2 separate regions of the Mus musculus genome follow, and region 1 is linked to region 2. Evidence: chromatin contacts called from public promoter capture Hi-C data. All regions are on one chromosome and are shown on one strand. The core of a region is the stretch at or near the end of the contact, and the rest is flanking DNA. Distances in the headings are between cores, read along the strand shown. Region 1 holds the start of Slc19a3 (solute carrier family 19, member 3). Region 2 has its middle 14 kb from the start of Gm34286.

Region 1 (2,700 bases), core at 2-2,501, 240 kb after region 2:
AGAACCGCAGGTGTTTCTGGGTTCTTACCGTTTAAGGATAGTTTTCAAAGAAGTTGACAGCAGAAAACTTTATGTGAATGGCGAGGGGTTTGGAGGCAGAATAAAATTCATCTTGGACTATTTATGCCTGTTAGATAAAACAAATTAAAGAAGGCCATCGGAACAAGTGCCAGTAGTCATCTACAGCTAACTTACCACTATTCGTCTGCCTACGTTACTGCCAAACAAAGACAATAACCCTGAAATGACCTGTACAGTCTTCACTCTTTCTATAAAACTACCTCTTTTTTTTTTTTTTTTTTTTTTTTTTTTTTTTTGCCCAGCCCGTGGGAGCGCTACCTTATGCAATGAAGTGTCTTTTCTAGAACCCCTTTGGAGCATTAAACTAAACTGCTCCAATCGTGTCCTATGACACTGTTGAATTCTCAAGCTGTATTTTCTATTACAGAATTTGTTCCAATAGCAAAACGGACTAAACAAAGTTGATAGGTCCATTGCTGCTACTACCGAGGCAACCCGAAGAAAAACATATTTGAAAAATTAGTTAATGTCTTAGCTTAAAAATGCATGTTTAATGCAAAAAATGCCTTGAGAGACAGCAGCGCGCGTGGATCCTGGCAGAATCAGACTCTTTCCAGTTTTAGAAAACATTTTTCTTACGGAGGGAACACCGACCTGATTGATAGATGCCTGGTTTTATTTTCATTTCCATTAAGATAGTTCTCAACAGTCTTGGTTCTTTTAATTTCAAAGTTCACCTTTTCTTTCCTCTTTTGGAGGTAACTTCTCATTTCCTGGCTTGGGATTTGGCATTCTGTGCTAAAATTGCTTTTTAGCTAAAACCTGGGAAGCTGGGTGTGACCATGGCAGCTGCTGACACGAGAACAGAATGGTGGTTTTTACTTAATCTGCTCTTAGGGAGGGCTGTATAGGAATCCGGGCTAGACCACGTTGGGTAGGTTTCAGCAGGCCAGGAAAGCAGCAGACAGAAGGTCCCAGAAACTGAAGCAAGCCTGTTTACAGGCTGGCGCAGGCGTACGGCGTACGGCGGCTGCGCAGGCTCCTCTACTGTCTCCCACCCCCACCCCGCCTCCAAATTAGAGAGGGGAGAGGAAAGGCGGGCGGCCCAGGGTTTCTGGACTTTAATTAACTACGCTCCGTGGGAGGTCTTACCTATAGAAAGCTAGTGCTGCTCACTTGTCCCGGATATGTAGCACTTTCAGCTATGTGGGTCGGCGATCTCAAGTAAAGATGGACTTGGTCACCGGGTCAGTCCCGCAGGACCAAAGCCGCGCCCAACTTTGCATATGCTAATGAAGCCCCCAGGTCTTTGATCCGGAGGCTAGAAGCAGAGGTCCCTCAGCCAGTTTGTAAAGCGCTAAAAAAGTGAAGCCAGTACCTGAAGAGAGCAACCTCAAGCAATGTGCTGACTCTCCACGTCAACGTAGTAGGGCAAGAAGAAGGGAAACCAGGTCTGATCCTCTGCTCCATTTGTCTCTTCCTATGAATTCGTTTATTTCAACTAACAATCAGGAGAAAGGTAGACTGTGATTTCCAGTTTGCAAACGAAGAAAAGGACTACTAAAGAGGCAGAGCTGTTAGGCTTAGAGAGGCATAGCTTTCGGTTAGGACATTCTGGCCTCAGAGCCAAATTTATAAGCACTGTCCCTCCAGACCCCAACGTTATGGGCGGGTGTTTTCCTGGCGCTTTAAGAGTGTTTTGGTACAAATAGTTCATATTTGGCACAAACGGTTCCCAGGTCCTTGTGCCACAGGTATGTTCCACTGAGCTATATATACCAGCTCCCAAAGGCTTTTAAATTTAACTTTACTTATTTAACATAGATTTCCTACTGGTTAAAATGGAAATACTTAAAATTTTAAAAATTAATTTAGGGAAGTAAACAATAGTCCTCCAAAGAAACACTGCTTGACTTTACAGCAACCCCAGCAAGCAGAAATGACCTTGGTTAACAGTCTTGAACCTCCGCACCTCTACTTTGGATTTTCCTCCTGCCTCCCCACCGTGGTTTATGTAAAGGCTGCCTGTGAGTGTGGAGCCACGCCTTGGGTGTGGGAGAATTCTGTGCATTGGGCAACACTGTTTTAGCAAAACTGGCTCTCCCAGAAAGTGTGTGACATAGTTTGAAAGGTGAAAGGTAGTGTCGTGGTCTGCTCCATACCCATCAGTGAGAGACAGATTGGGAGAAGTTACTCTGAATCCTGTGTTGGAAAGGGTGAGAGTAGCCACACAGGAGGGGCTAGCCATGCTTACATAGTTACTGACTTGCATGTGGCTCTTGGCAAATTTCTGCACTCTTCTCCACATTTGCATGTAAGAAAATCACACTAAAAATCACTTATTAAGAAGTTATTAATTATATATAATTATATATTTTAAAAATATATAAAAGTATAATTATATATGCTATGTATCTGTCAGTCACTCCTCCAGGTGGTTTAACTCTATCGATGCTAACCTTTTCTTTGTGGAAAAGATCTCCCAGGAACAAAACACCCATGGAAGGAGTTACAGAGACAAAGTTTGGAGCTGAGACGAAAGGATGGACCATCTAGAGACTGCCATATCCAGGGATCCATCCCATAATCAGCTTCCAAACGCTGACACCATTGCATACACTAGCAAGATTTTGCTGAAAGGACCCAGATGTAGCTGTCTCTTGTGAGGCTATTCTTGGG
Region 2 (2,700 bases), core at 70-2,569:
AGCCTCAGGCAGCTTAGAGTGTCTTTTGTAACAGCAGGGACCCACCTCCTCCTTCAGCAAGCTGTTCTACTTGGAGGGCTTGTGGGAAGGGATGGGGAGCCCGTGTGTTTGGGCTTATGGACTCTGCAGGCTGTCTGGATTCTCTGTGGGAGACCGGTGCCTCTTGCCTGCTCCTTCCTTCCCATGAGGGGGTACATGAGCTTGCTAGGCAGATACTATTGAGCCCAAGGTATCGTGTTTAGAATTTTGCTGGGCAGGTATTATTGAGTCTGAAGATACTGCCTTTAGAGTTTTCCTGAAGTCCAGCCTATGAGGGCAAGAACTCCAAGCAACCACTCCTGATATTTACAGAGAAGACACAGTACAGAAAGGAAGGAGCTGTCGCTGGGACACAGATCGGTCCGTTACCCTATCTGCGTAGTTCCTTGGCCTGTGGGCACAGGTCTGCCATGCAGTGTCTGTGTGATCCTTGAAGTTTCCACATATGCTCGTTTGCTTCTGGTTATTCCAAGTTGGTTGTCTTTTGATCAGTTCTCCCACCCCTATAGGCAGGCCAAGTAAAAACCAATTCAATGACTCCTCTCTCAAGCCCATCGGAGAGAATGGGGATTTCCTAGAGTTTCATTTTTTTCCTATTGCTTCCCAGACACTGCAGGTCCTACTTCCTGTTGTCTTCTATAGAAGCTTCCCTCACCCCCATAGCTCAACAGTCATGTGACCTGCCCTTTCTCTCAATGCTCTCACCTGGATTAGTTTATCTTTTTTTAAAAGATCTATTTGTTTATTTATTTATTTGTTTGTTTATTTAATGTATATGGGTACACTGTAGCTGTACCGATGGTTGTGAGCCATCATGTGATTGCTAGGAATGAAGGTTGCTCGCTCCGGTCTGTCCCACTCACCCTGGTCAGAAGATTTATTTATTATTATATCTAAGTACACTGTAGCTGTCTTCAGATGCACCAGAAGAGGGCGTCAGATCTCATTACTGATGGTTGTGAGCCACCATGTGGTTGCTGGGATTTGAACTCAGGACCTCAGGAAGAGCAGTCAGTGCTCTTAACCACTGAGCCACCTTGCCAGCTCCTGGATTAATTTATCTTTACCATCTTTTATATGTGTCACTAACTACCCAACCCAGACTATGAATGGTCTGAGCTCCCTGAGCATAGAGATATCCGATTACTAAAACATGACCTCACTTGCAGGTATTAAAAATATTTATTAAAAGCTTAGGAAACCTCTACCTATGTGAGGCCCAGTGTCCACAACAACACTCTAGGTGGGGTTCATGACTCATCAAATAACTATGCTTTAGACTTACAGTTTTGTCAACTGATGACAGTTATGGGGAAATGGAAACTTGAGAAGCAGCTGAACTTTGAGAGGAGGCCGCCTTGACATTTGTAAGTAACCAGAGCCCAGTTCAAAGTGCTCAGAACTGAACTGAAGCAATGCATAGTCTCCTGGAGGGTCCAATTAACCAAGGGTCTTCCATTTAGTACACATTTGTTGGAATCCTCCTGCGTAGCAGAATCCATGGTGTGCTCAGGTGAAAAAAAAAATGTACAGGAGACACTCACCCCAGATGTGGGAAGCACTGTCTTATAGACTGAGACCCTAGACCAGATGCTGAAACAGAAAGCAATCTGAGAGTCAGGGACCATCTCTCTACTTCCTGACTGTAGATGAGGTGTGACCTGCCTCGCATTCCGCAGCTGTGACTTCCCTGCTGGGATAGACGGGCCCTCAAACCTCGAGCCAGAATAAACCCTTCCTTCCTTAAGGTGCTATTTTAGGTTTTTGTTTTGTTTTAATTCAAAACAATGAGAACATGGTATGTTTAGAGAGTCCTTTATAAGAGAATCCCCTAGTCTGTGGGCAGAAACAGGAAAGAGCAGTTTACCTTAGGAGATTTTAGTAGCCAAGGAAACAGTAAACCGCCAGGACTCGAAATAGGAATTTCAGAAAGTACTCAGTCCAGGAAGATGTCTCAACCAGGAGCTCATGGGAGGAACCGTGTGTTCAGCAGGCATGAGTGTCAAGACCCGAGCCAGAGGTGAGATAGCGTTAGGAAGAATTATCTGCCAAGCCTGAAGAAGCCCAGCACTGTCTGACTCAGAAGAGCCGGTGCCAGCAACAAGGAGAGGGAAGGAGCAAGCAGAGACAGGCGAAGCAAAGGAAGAAACGTTGCCACATGGCCACGACGCAGCCCAGGGAGGAAATGCTCGTGCAGGAGGAAGTCTCCTGTGCAAACTCGAGATGTGGTGGCCTACAGCTGGAATCCCAGCGTATGGCTTGGGAAGACCGATGGGAGGGTGCAGAGGTGAGAGGAATGTTTAAGCTCAGAAGTTTGAGACCAGCCTACAGCATAGTGAAACTCCATCTGTATAGGAAACCAAAGCCAACAGTCAGGCTCCAAAGATACGGCTCAGTGGTGAAGAGTGTGTACTGGTCTTCAAAGGTCTCGGCTTCAACTCTGAGCATCCGCAACAGATGCACCCAATGCTTGTAACTCAGATGCACAAACTGCCTGTAACTCCAGCCTTAAGGGTATTACCTTCTTCTGGTCTCCACAAAGTGCTCTCTCCCATGTACGCATCCACCACTCCCGCCATATGTATATACAAATACATTAAAATAAATCTGAAAAAAAAATCAGGTGTGAGCAAGGTAAACGGGGGTGGGAAGGAGGGGAAG

The links. Promoter capture Hi-C pulls out the DNA fragments that hold promoters and counts their contacts.
Region 1: a promoter capture Hi-C map of trophoblast stem cells shows a contact between it and region 2, with 4 times the contacts expected there. The contact joins the promoter of Slc19a3 here to the enhancer-like site in region 2. A contact is called at or near these places in 18 of 39 promoter capture datasets (the 3T3-L1 cell line, 3T3-L1-derived adipocytes, the C10 cell line and 11 more), 5 of 484 Hi-C or Micro-C datasets (the HPC-7 cell line, cranial neural crest, differentiating embryonic stem cells and 1 more), 5 of 115 datasets of contacts at active chromatin or transcription factors (embryonic stem cells, pancreatic cancer cells and stem cell-derived neural progenitor cells) and 3 of 9 other capture datasets (adipose tissue, liver and pancreatic islet).

Annotation. Positions count from the first base shown.
Region 1 is chr1:83,037,197-83,039,896 of GRCm38.p6, forward strand. It overlaps Slc19a3 (solute carrier family 19, member 3), which reads right to left and starts at 1,252. Exons shown (of 7, transcript NM_030556.2): 1 at 1,174-1,252.
Region 2 is chr1:82,794,117-82,796,816 of GRCm38.p6, forward strand. No RefSeq gene overlaps it. Among named protein-coding and RNA genes, the nearest start is that of Gm34286, 14 kb to the right of the region's middle. Within about 2 kb of position 1,320, at least 121 of the 459 cell types and tissues checked have an H3K27ac peak or open chromatin away from gene starts, as enhancers often do. A contact at or near this core is called in adipose tissue, pancreatic cancer cells and trophoblast stem cells, where this site is marked.